2 separate regions of the Gossypium hirsutum genome follow, and region 1 is linked to region 2. A link is a contact called in public Hi-C data. All regions are on one chromosome and are shown on one strand. The core of a region is the stretch at or near the end of the contact, and the rest is flanking DNA. Distances in the headings are between cores, read along the strand shown.

Region 1 (6,771 bases), core at 41-2,540, 58 kb after region 2:
TTATCACAGGTGGTGCAAATAGAAAATGTCATACAACAATGATTTTAACAACTCGATGATTTAGATGAAAACTTTAGAATAGTTCAGTGATCATTTTGTAACTCTTTAAAGTTGAATGATCAAGACGTAAACATACTAGTAGTTTAGTGGCTTTTGGTGTAGTTTATCCATAATTTAATACAATGATACATAAAATATAAAAAATCTAAAATTTTATATACATTTTAAATATTAGGATAAATAAGGGTATTTTGATAATTCCACTTCAAAATGCAAAAGTCAAAAGCCAAAAGTAAATTTTTTATACAAAACCTAGAGCTACTAATAATCCCTTCTCAACTTTTAAATAGAAGTATAAAGCGTATTTAAGTGCGCTTAAATCAACATCCTCTTACTCAATGATACTACTTAAACTAAAACTCAATTAGCAAAAACCAAAAACCAGAATCACTTAAATCTCAATTTTTGCGTTTAAGTAGAAAAACACTTTCAAATAGTACTTTTAACTAAAGCGAAATGTTGTTCATTCTTTTTAAGATTGAAAAGTTCTTTTGAAATGGGGCTTATTACAATTTATTAACCATAACTTAATCAATGAATTTAGTTATGGTCTGTTTGAAAATTTAGATTTCAATTATTTTGTAAATGGTAAGAATGTAATGAATAAATTTGTTGAGATTGAATCTAATAAATATTAAAAATATATATATGAATTTGTTAAATCAAAAAATATTTTAAGATTTTTAAATCATTATTTTAATAAATTCATAAATTTAAAAAATAATAATAAACATTATATTTTAGAATAATTTACCACTCAATTTATACTATTTTTAAAATTTAAATCCAAATTACTAAATATTAGCTCTGCTGCCCTGAAATATTCGTGAAGGTGAGATTGGATGTAATAAAGACTAGAAGGAAATTATTACCCTTGGCTCACTTGATCGATGGGCACCACTAACATATACAATAGTGGATCAAATTATTGAATGACGCCAAAGTCTCCATGTTCACACTAATTTTTCATGCCACCTACCCTAAGGCAATATAAAGAAGGGAAGAACATTCTTATAATGAACCAGAATCTATGAAAATTAGCAATCGATCGGCAATCCTTTTATATAGTGGAAGCATTTAAAATTGGTTAAAAAATAATTACATTTTGAATAAACTAAGGAGGAAAACGATGATGATGATGAATCCGCAAGATTGTCTTCCACAATCTACCACAACCAACCCACTAAAACCCAAATCCCACCACCCCACAGTCCTTTTTTTTAGTATTATATATGTTGCAACGTTGGTATGTATTAGGCATTCATTGTTTGAATTTTCTGCAAATTGGGTGTTGAAAAGTTTGTTTAGCAGAGATGGGTTTTAGCTTGAAAGCTTATTTCCTTGTTGCACTGGTTGTGTTTGATATAAGTTGCATGGTGTTCATTAAGGATGTTGAAGCAGCTGGGGAGTGTGGACAGACTCCAATTAGGTCTGCTGCGGTAAGTTTAAGCCCATGCTTAGGAGCGGCTGGGAACGCAAAGGCAAAAGTTCCGCCTGCTTGCTGCTCCAAGGTTGGTGCCTTACTTAAGGCTTCTCCGAGGTGCCTTTGTGCTATTTTATTATCACCATTGGCAAAGCAGGCTGGAATCAAGCCTGGGATTGCCATTGGCATTCCTAAAAGATGTAACATTAGGAACAGGCAAGCTGGAAAAAAATGTGGAAGTAAGTAGCCCTCCTCTTTTGGTCTTTTTAACTTTTATCTTTAATTTAGGTAAACAAGATCGAGACAAAGTTGAAAATATTGATATTTGAATTGCATTTGATTTTTACGTTATGAATCAATTTAACTAATTTTTGAGTTTTAAATAAATTTATAATGCATTTGGGGTAAAGAGAGATGATGGGGATCTTTGTGACTTTGTGGTGGGATTCCGAGCTTAAGCCTCTAAGGTATTTGCATAAGCCTTCTAATCCCTCTAAAGCAAAACTCCGTAGACTAAAATCTACTTCTCATCTGCCCAAAAGTCCTTTTAAGAAGCTGTCATTTTGCTCTAAAATGAAATGCGTTCTCCTTTACTTTTTAATGAAAAGTGCTTTTTTAACTAAAAGCTCATCTCAGCCGGGTTGAAGAACGGACCCTAAAATGAGTGGGCTTGACACCATTACCCATACCCACTGACACTGATTAACGTCTTATTTATATTGGTGAATGTACCTAAGAGGTCCTTCTATAATAGGGACTTGATCAAAATAGTCTTTCTACTATTAAATAGATCAATTTAATCCATGTACTATTAAAAGAAAATCAAATAAGGCCAAATTGGAATAGAGCTAACATTTCCTGATTGAAAAATATCACTTACTGTTTGACAGAGTTAATGTTTATAAAATTTTTAAGGTTATGTAAATATTTTTTTGTATAAATTGATCTGCAATTGAAAGATAATATTCAAGATATTTTTTATACAGTAATGTTAATTGTGTTGTAATTTGGACTTATTTAATTCTTTTTAACATTATAAGGACTAAATTTATTCATTTAATAATAGAGGGACTAATTTAATCTAATTCCTATATTATAGAGACCTCCCTAGTTCATTAAGCTATTTATATCTATACTTTTTAAAAAAAATTATATAAAATCTAAAAGAATTTACACATGTGGTTAGATGGAGATCTCTAAAACTTCAACTTTGTCATTTCAATTAAGTCTCATTTCTTACATAATACTTTTATAAATATAGATTTTACATAACTGTGACATAATCTAGTATTAAGAAAAATGAATAAAAAACCCTCAAACTTTATAATTTTATTAAAGTTTGTACACTTTTATTAGACTCGTATAATAATGTTATTTACTATTGCACCCAATAATTGTTGGGGAACAAACGGTCTGGATCCTAGACATAAACAGAAAAATGGACATGAAGGATGCCCAAAATAATTTGATGCGTATTTAAACTAAACCTTACTCTAAATAAATATTTTATTTAATATAATAGCTTATATGGGCTTATTTAAGAAAAGTAATAAAGGTCAGAGGCCATTATAACAATTCAACCGAAAGAAAAATGTAACTAATGCATTATTAATATCAATTAAACTCTGAAATAAACTAAGCCTTAATAGATGTTTAAGAAATGAAAAAAATTAAATCAAGCTTTCTTCCTCAGTTGTTTTACTCGATGAGCTACCAAGGAAACTGAATCTTAAGGCTAACAAATACAGTTTTTGTGGGATTTTGCAGGCTACACAGTCCCATGAGACAAACTAATACCTTATACAAGAAGAGAAGAGAGAGCTAATAAATAAACAAGTGCAGCATTGCATTTGCATGGTCATTGCTGATTCATCCTTCCAAAGCAATTGTTTATGTCTTTTTTAATGTAATCTTCAGCAGCTAAGTTACATTATCATCTTAATTGAGCAAATGCTATTTTTATGCTCACTTTCCATTATGTTAGTATTATTTCAAAAATAATTTCTCTTTCTCTCTCACTACCGATTTGTATTTGATATCTATTAATGTTCCTGACTTAGACAAAACTGTCCAAAGCCCAAGCTATTTATCTGACTCAAAAAGTTTGACCCATCTCAACCAGGCCTTACACAAATTCTTTTACAATTCAAAGCTAATTTATCTAAAAACGCTGAAAAAAAATCAATTCAGAAATTAGTCCTTTTTTTTTTCTTGTTGAAAATTTATCGATTTATGTTGTTTTTTAAGGAAAAAAAAATGCGTCCTACAATGCGCGATTAAAATAACCAAGTGTTATATACCGGCTAATGTTTTTATTTGAATTGAAGTCCCAATAGGACAACTTGTTAAAGTAAATGAAAGTAATGCATGCTTGAAGCATGATATAGTGTGGAGGTGGGTGCTCTTGAAGAGACTTGAGACATAACTTATTATAAAACTCAAGAAAAAATTCAAGTACCTGGAACTGAACATGATGAAAATAAAGAGATCTAAATAAGTTACGTCAATACAAGAAAATATGGAATCGAAATGAAAATTTTGTTGACAATGTTCTTACTTATAATATTTCTATTGAAATAGCAAAAGAAAATGAAGACATTGAGCCTAAATCTATTAAGGAATCTAAAAATAGAAAAGATTGGTCAAATTGAAAAGGTGCAATTTAAGTAGAAATGAAGTCACTCGCTAAACGTGAGATTTTTGGACCCCTAGTCCAAACATATAAAGATATAAAGCTAGCAGGATATAAATGAGTATTTGTGTGAAAACAAAATGAGAAAAATGAAGTTTTAAGATATACAGCATGACTTGTAGCAAATTGATTTTCGCAAACGCCCGACATTGATTATGAAAATACATACTCTCCTGCTGTGGATGTAATCATGTTTAGATATCTTATTAGTCTGACAGTGAGTGAAAAACTTGACATGCAACTAATAGATGTTGTTACAACCTATTTGTATAGCTCACTTAATAGTGAAATTTATATGAAAATCTCTTAAGAATTTAAAATCTTAGAAGGATTTAGAGTTTCCTAGGAAAATTATTCGATCAGATTAAAGAAATCCTTACATGGATTAAATCAATTTGGACTTATGTGGCACAATCTTAGTGGATATTTGTTGAAAGAAGGTTATGAAAATGTTCTAATTTGTCCATATGTTTTTATATAAAAAAAATTTGGATTAAATTTTGTGATAACTGTTGTTTATGTTGACGATTTAAATATTATTAGAACTCCTAAAAAGCTTCAAAATATAGTAAATTATTTAAAGAAAGATTTTGAGATGAAAGATCCTGGAAAAACAAAGTTCTGTCTCGCCCTGTAGATCGAACATTTAAAGGATGGAATTCATGTCCATCGATTAGCTTAAATAGAAAAGATCTTAAAGAAATTTGACACAGATAAAGCACATCCAGTAAATATCGTAGTGGTTGTAAGATCACTAAATGTGAATAAAGACCCATTTCGTCTTTACGAAAATGATGAAAAGTTTATTAGTCTTGAAGTACCATATCTAAGTGCCATAGGGGAATTGATGTATCTTGCAAAGAACACCCAACCTAATATAGCATTCGATGTGAACATGTTAGCAAGATTTAGTTCATCACCAACACATAGACATTGGAATGAAATTAAACATGTATTTAGATATCTTAGAGGAACCATTTCAATGCGAATATTTTATTCAAGTGATTCAAGATCTCTATTAGTTGACTTTAGTTGTTGTCTCTTCAAATCATGCAGGAATAATTGTAATGCATGAGACAAGTTGAGAGTGTGTTTGGCTAAGGTTGTTGACCTAACATATATAGAAGATATGTGATTTACTTTTGCAAAGAAATATGCCAACTATCATATATGAAGATAATGCAACATGTATAGCCCAATTGAAGGGTGGTTACATCAAATGTGACATAACGAAACATATTTTACCAAAATTATTCTTCACCCATGATCTTGAGAGGAAGACGATATAGAACTTCAATAAATTCGTTTTAGTAATAATGTGACTGATACTTTTACCGAAACATTGCCAACCACAACGTTTGAAAGACTATATACAAGATTGGAATGCATTGACTCAAAGATATATTGTGATGTTGCCATTAGGAGGAGTCTAAAACACGTTGTACTTTTTTCCTTTAATAGGAAAATCAAAATTTTGTCACATTGGGTTTTCCTAGTAAAGGTTTTTAACGAAGCAGCTTGTAATAGGAGATAGTGCTATCTTTTCCTTCATTAGGTTTTTATCCCACAAGGTTTTTCCTAATAAGATTTTAACGAGGCGCATTTTCGTTAATGGATATCGAAGGGGGAGTGTTGTAAATCCATTGATAAATGGATGTCCATATAACTCCCAAAACCCCCAAAATTCATTTTCTTGTACTTGAAAATTTTATAAGGTGCCTTAATCAATGTTGTTTGAACCAGATCAGACCAGCCAGTTAGATCGGGAATCGGTCTGGAAAATGGTAGGAACCAATATGAATCGGTTGAACCAACTAAAAACCGATGGTTGGACCAACTAAAAACCAGTTAAACTAGGGGTTTTTTTAAAATTTTTAATAATTTTTAATTAAACCGGTTAGATTGATGAACCAGTGATTTGACCGGTGGCCGTTTAAAAAATATTGGCGGTATAAATAGAGGACAAATATAAATTGTTTTTGTAGCCAAGTGAAAGTTATATCTTCCTTTCGTTTTTCTACTTTTTTCTCAATTATTCATTTTATAATTCTCTCAACTTATAATACATATATATTTCTTCGTTTAAATCGCAGTCAGAATATACTTTTTTTGAGAAAAGTTAATTATTTATTCTTAATTATTTCAATGATTATTTACGGAACATGTTGATTTAAATGAAAATGGAAGCATACAGACACTAGAAAAATAATTAACACGCAATAATACACAGACATGTTAAAATTCATATAATGCAAATGATCACCGTATCGATATGGTTAAAATATATTGCCAGTCCCTGTATTTTCTAAAAATTTAAGATTTAATTATTTTTACTTACAAAGTAAAAAATTACGTTTTGAATGTAAAAAAAATATAAATTCAATTATTAACTTTGTTAGCATTTTCCTGTTAAAATTTATAAATTTAACATATTGGTTAGGCTATTTTTATATGATTTAACATATGATTAATGAGAAAGAAATGTCAAAGTGACAAGTTTTGATGAAAACTACAAAAGGCGTTGATAATCAGACTAGGGTTTTTAATTAAAAAAGTAAGGGTTTAAATTTGAACTGTTAAAATATAGGAATTAAAT
Region 2 (6,246 bases), core at 704-3,203:
TAATGAGATAAATGTACTATTTTTTAACTCAATACAACATGTGAATATTTTCAATATTAAAACTTTAATCAGAAAAAAGAAGAAGTAATATTTTCAAAATTAAAACCAAATTGGACCTTCTTTTATGGAAGCTTGAACTATGAAAAGAGCATCCAAGGCAAAAGCCCATTAAGCGCCGTAAAACCACACCCTTTAAATTTCTCCAAATTGGAGTAAACATGCAATCAATTGATGTAATATGAATTTAGGTCTGAATCTCCAAACATATAAACTTTATAACGAGGGATACATATCATAGTAGTTTTAATGATTCAATTATTGAATTTATTGATATAATTGTAATTGTCAGTAAACTTTCGAACTAATTTGATATATATATCATATCGATCTAAAATACTCTATATGTTAATATATATTCAACGATTAATTTTTTTTACATAAAACAAATAGTTAGAAGTTTTAAATTTATATTAAATTGGATATGCATGATCTACATGAATAGATCGTAAAATATAACAGTGGAATCATTAAAATATTAATTATATAAATAGTTATGTGCCAATGGTCCTTTGGTGGTTCTTATGGACAATCTGTATCAAGTGGCTGAAAACGGATATCCCTCATTTGGGTGGCATGAGGTATGCAAATGATGAGAGGTATGCGGGTGGCAGGTTATTGACCAACCGGGTGATCACTACAAATGGTACAAAATAGAAGACCATTCATAGATGCCTTCTAAATTGCTTCTCATATTGCCATGTGTCTAAATTAAGGTAAAAATATAATAAATAAATAAAAAAGGATGATAACTAAAAATTTCAATTTATTAATCTTAAAACTTTCGCTAACTAATTTGCAAGACGAAGACATGATTTAATACAACAGTTGAGGTTGCAGTTTGTGGATAAGGAAAGATATTGCAAAATAATGTGGAGACGCAAATCAGAATATTTATTAGATGCCATCCATGGATGAACTGAATTAAGTTTGGGCATATAATTTGATTGAGCAACTATACAAAAAAATATGAATATTGGAGATGTTTTGTTTTTCTTCTTATTTTTATTCCTTTGTCTTGTGGTCCTTTCCACATCCTTACTTGTTTTTAACGCTTATAACTTCTGATGGCATTTTGTTTAGCCTGATTAAGACAAATACTAATTTATGTTGCTGTTCAACATATGACTAATTTAAAAAATTATAGAGTTCAAATAACATATGACCTAAGTGTGTATGGAATTATATATTAAGTTATCAATCGAGTTAATGTCACAAATCAATTGAGCACCAACTTGTGACACAAATTCAATTAGGTAATGACTAAAATATCATTATTTTACAAAGTGAAATAAACTATTTTAGGGTGTTTTTGTCCTTTTACATCTTTTATATTAAAAAGTTAGAGAAATAAATTTTCCAATTAAAACTACATTTATTTTTATATTAATTTTTTATAAATATATTTGTTGCATAATTCCGCTCTCCACCCATATATATTTATAATTAAATAATTAATTTAAATTTTGGAGTCCTCATTGTTGGAAGAACTTTACCTGAATTCACTTCGAATTTTGTAATTAAATCTCATATTTATAGCTCTAGTTATTCAAACTTGAGCTCTAACCTCAGGTACAAATTCAAGGGCTAACCGAATAGATGGAGGTGGAATCAAAATCCATTTTAATTCCAATGAACTCCTTTGGGGAAGAAGATCCTTTTCCATCTCTTAGATTTGCCTTTTTAGTGTTAATTTCAATTTAAATTGCTTAATTAATTTCAAAACCCTACCAAACGATTTACCTAGTCCCAAGGCCGAAAGAAGAGGCCCCATCATAGGAGAACCCTTAAAACAGTGAGCTTTTACGTGACAATGACAAATATATATCATATACTCAGAAACCGTGGGAAATAAAGGGAAAGGAAGCTTCTTGGAAAGCTCAAATAAAGCCATTGATGTACTTAAATGTCAAACCAAGACAAGGTTTGGAACAATGATGACAATAGTTAGAAAAAGGTTGTGTTATGTATGTCCCATGCTTTCATGCACGCACCAGGAAGCATCCATCCACCACTGCCATGCAACTTTCCTCCTGCGTAAAGGAAACTACGTTCTCACACAAGAACAAATTGAATAATAAGCAAAATAATGTCAGATTTTATTTAGAAATTCTTCTCACTTGTTGTTTTGTGATAAAAGTAACTTAAAGAAAATTACATTTGAATCTTTACACACATGCTAAATTCAATTACCACAACTTAATACTTATTGTTAGTGCAACAAGTCGCTGATCTTAGCAACTGAGACTTGTTTTGCATCTTTTGACTTGTAATATACGACTATTTTTTTTCAATATTTTATGTAGTGTGAAATATTTAGTACATAATCCATTGAAAGATGTTATTGAAAAATATCTCGTTTGATTGAGGTGAAATTTCTATAAATATTAGATATATGTGTATCATATTAGCTTTATTCAAAAACATCAAAAAACATTTGACAACCGCAACTCAAATTCATACTACACTTGAGGCGGTGAACACTCTTAACCATCATACCATCACTAGTATACAACAAAAAATAGTGAGGGTTTTAAAAACAAATATAAATTTATTTGGTTAAAAATAAATATTAATTATAATTGTTAAACATAAATAAATACAAAAGCACCCAAAATCAAAAATGAAAATTCAAAATCCAAAATCTAAAACTTAAAGTAAAAAAAGAAGAAGTATAAATTATATTTAATTATGTTTAAATAAAGTTAATGTTAAGCCTTTCAATATTTTTTATTTTACACCATTAATGATGTGTTATCTTATAATTATTAAGTAACGGTGCATGAGACTTATTTACTAATAGCGTATCATATATTAATCCTTAATACATTAGATTTAGTAGTAAGAGTATTGTGTTGTATAGTACATAAACTTGGATTCTGTATCAATATATTACATTTATCACTTTAAACCAGTGACAACATTTCCAGAACATTAATTTCAATACAACATTTTCACTAGAACTGGAAACAAACCCATAATGTTCTTCAATGAAACATGTTTATGACCATTATATCAAAAGTCTAAAACCACCAAATCAAGGAGAGACAGAAAATTGAAGAAAGGGGAATAAGAAAAGGACCAGAACTTGAACAAGTGCAGCTTCCAAAAGAAACTTCATCCATTGCTAAACCTAGAAAAATCACTGATGGGTCCAATGGGCCTTTACTCGATTCCTTCATCTTACATTGATATATTCAAGGCCTAAAAACGATGAGCCACCTCCATGGCTCCCCTCTAAAATTCTAAGACGGGAATAACAATACCATTCGATTTTAATATATACATATTTATCTTAAAATTTCATTGCTTTGAATCGAATTTTTATTGAAAAATATCTTTTATGAAATTTTTTAAATTTATTTTTTTATTAATTTTAAAATAATTTAATTTAATTTATTTATTTAGTGTCAACAAGCACCATTAATGTGACAAATCGATATCCGACTCGATCGTCAGGTTTGAGTTACACAATGTCACATTTGTTGTCGGCGTAACTACAATCAAATTACGAGTAAATTTCACCATTAAATAATTAATTTCAATTAAAACGTGTAAGCCTTACTGTTGGGGATAAACCCGATTAAGTAACGAACAAGTAAAATAACAAAGAAATTGAAAAGATTGAATACAAATATTTTACGTGAAAAAATCCCTCCGAAGAGGATAAAAAACCACAAGTAAAGATAAATTCACTATAATGGCAAAAACGAAGAGTAGAAAGGTGGAGATAAAAACTAAACCCGAAAATAAGAACCCTCCAAACTTAAACACAAAATTCCTTAAAAGCTAATACCTAAATGTGTAATGGGTTAAATCTTTCTAGGGTAGAAAAGTATCTATTTATAGACTAAATTCGTAGGTCAAATAATATTAAAATAATCTGCACTAATCAGAGTTCGACTAAGACAAATAATCATAATTTAATTGGAAGAAGAAAATCGAGAAAATTGCATGCCACGTTTCCACGTCGCGATGTCCCCTGTCGTATTGTCGCGACATCGTTTCTACTTCTCCTCTGTTTTCGTCGTTATGATGTCACATGGCTTCTCATCACGACGTTGTTCTCTATTTGTACCTAAATTTGACTGAAATGCAAGACATACTCCACAAATCTCTACCTTGACTCATATTTCTATAATGTCTTCTTTTCCAAAGCTCGCCATGGGCCTATCTCAAACTATGTAGAATATTAACTAAGTCGAAGTTGTGCTTGAATTTTGAAGCTGGAAGACTTCTAGCCTTCGACTTATACATTGCAAAATCAAAACTGACACAGGTCTGATTTCCATGGACACAGTGCCCTATATTTTCAAAATTTGTACCCAAAAAAGAACCTCTCTTATATAAAAAGGTCATACATTTTTCCCTTCTATGATCAAATTGTCACCGCTTCAAACAAGTCCGACATGGTCTGACTAGCTTTCAAGTTTGTACTATGTTACTTTTCATTTAGTTTATATATATAATTTATAGCAAATAAAGAATTAAATATATTATACTAGAATATAAATATTAAAAATATAATAAGTAATACTTTAAAAATAAAAAAATATGAATGAGCCTAAATGAGTGTAGATTAACTATTTACAAATATGAACAAGTTTCAATAAAATTTGAAGTTCATATTTAGGTATAGGTTGGACTTTGTCAATTAATAATGTGCATAAACTTGACCAGAATTTAATCCGACTTGATGCATGAACAACTTAAATTGAAATAAAATTTCAACTAGTGAGTCTCGCTCTTTTTCAAAATTTATTTTTTGAATCGAATAATTTTTACTTAAGTTGGAATAGAAAAATTAAATCAATGAAAACAATGGTTAAAAACTTAACTATTAGATTAACTCAATATTTGGTACTTTTATTTTTCTATTCTATAAAAAAAGTGGTTATGAATTGAGTTATTTTATTTTTATTATAACTATTATTTATTAATAAAGAATTTAAAAATAAATTAAAATTTGAATGAAGGTTGTATTTTTTATAGAAGTAAAAAAAAAAAAAAAGGTGATGCGGGTAGAGAATTAAGGAAGTCACCACCGATTATTAAAATTATATAAAGAGCATCCATGACCGTCGGGGTTTTTACATTGGCATGAAGATGAAGAGCCTTCCTGAAAATGGGTCTGTCACCTCCTTGCCTTTCTATCATCAACATACTTTTGATAAATATAGGAGGCAAAAGCACAGAGAGCCAGCAATTACCTTCACACCATCTTGTCATGGAAACCCAAAGACTACGTTGGAGAAGAGAGATGAGATAACAAAAAGCCAAGCCCACAACACACACACCACATACTTGCCACGTTACACCTGTCCAAACCAATGTGTACACATAACAAATTGTTCCTCATAATTATTTGTACTACAAAATTTAAGAAAAAAAGTTTTTAGATTTTACAAATAGATTTAAGATATAGTAAAATATTAAAAAAATACATTAAGATTATGAAATAAAAAAAGATAAATTATAAAAATAGTCACTTTTGTTTGTTTCATATTACATTTTAGACATTTATGTTTGAAATGCTACGTTTTAGTCACTTACGTTATCATTTTGTTATGAAATGGTCACTCTACTGTTAAACTCTATAATATCTTCCTAACAGCGGTCCTACGTGGCAGTCCAAATGGGTTTTAAATGCCAACTTGGATGTTCTACGTGGCAATCCAAATTAAATTTATTTAATAAAAAACCTATTTTCATCCCAGTAACTAGACATCTAACTTAGCATTTAAAACTCATTTGGACTATCATGTAGGACTGTCATTAGGGAGGTAACGGAGTTTAGCAGTAGAGTGATCACTTCTGAACAAAACGATAATGTAAGTGACTAGCTAAAACGTAACATTTCAAACATAAGTGACTAAAATGTAATATGAGTCAAACAAAAATGATTATTTTTATAGTTTACCCAATAAAAAAATACACCATCAGTGTATAAAATACTAACCTATATATAAATTTAATATTTTTATTTTTATTTTTTAGATGATATTTCTAATTTCATATTTTCTAAAAATTTATTTTTAAAATATAAAATATTTTGATGCAAACCAATTTGTAACATATATTTTAAAACATTATTTTTAAAAATATATAGTTAAAATTGAATTAATTTTAAATATATATATTTCCTATTATTTCTCTATTTATTCTACACATATATTTATATTGTGGATG

Evidence for each region. A called contact is a pair of places that touch in the nucleus more often than the background predicts.
Region 1: a contact with region 2 is called in a Hi-C map of leaf, with 2.1 times the contacts expected there. The contact joins the promoter of LOC107946305 here to the enhancer-like site in region 2. A contact is called at or near these places in 9 of 34 Hi-C or Micro-C datasets (callus, hypocotyl, leaf and 1 more).

What each region holds. Positions count from the first base shown.
Region 1 is chrD12:49,106,670-49,113,440 of Gossypium_hirsutum_v2.1, forward strand. It overlaps LOC107946305 (non-specific lipid-transfer protein 4), which reads left to right and starts at 1,291. Exons shown (of 2, transcript XM_016880567.2): 1 at 1,291-1,722; 2 at 3,251-3,501. The coding sequence starts at 1,374. The coding sequence ends at 3,267.
Region 2 is chrD12:49,048,163-49,054,408 of Gossypium_hirsutum_v2.1, forward strand. No RefSeq gene overlaps it. Among protein-coding and RNA genes, the nearest start is that of LOC107947587, 37 kb to the right of the region's middle. Within about 2 kb of position 1,954, at least 3 of the 9 cell types and tissues checked have an H3K27ac peak or open chromatin away from gene starts, as enhancers often do. A contact at or near this core is called in hypocotyl and leaf, where this site is marked.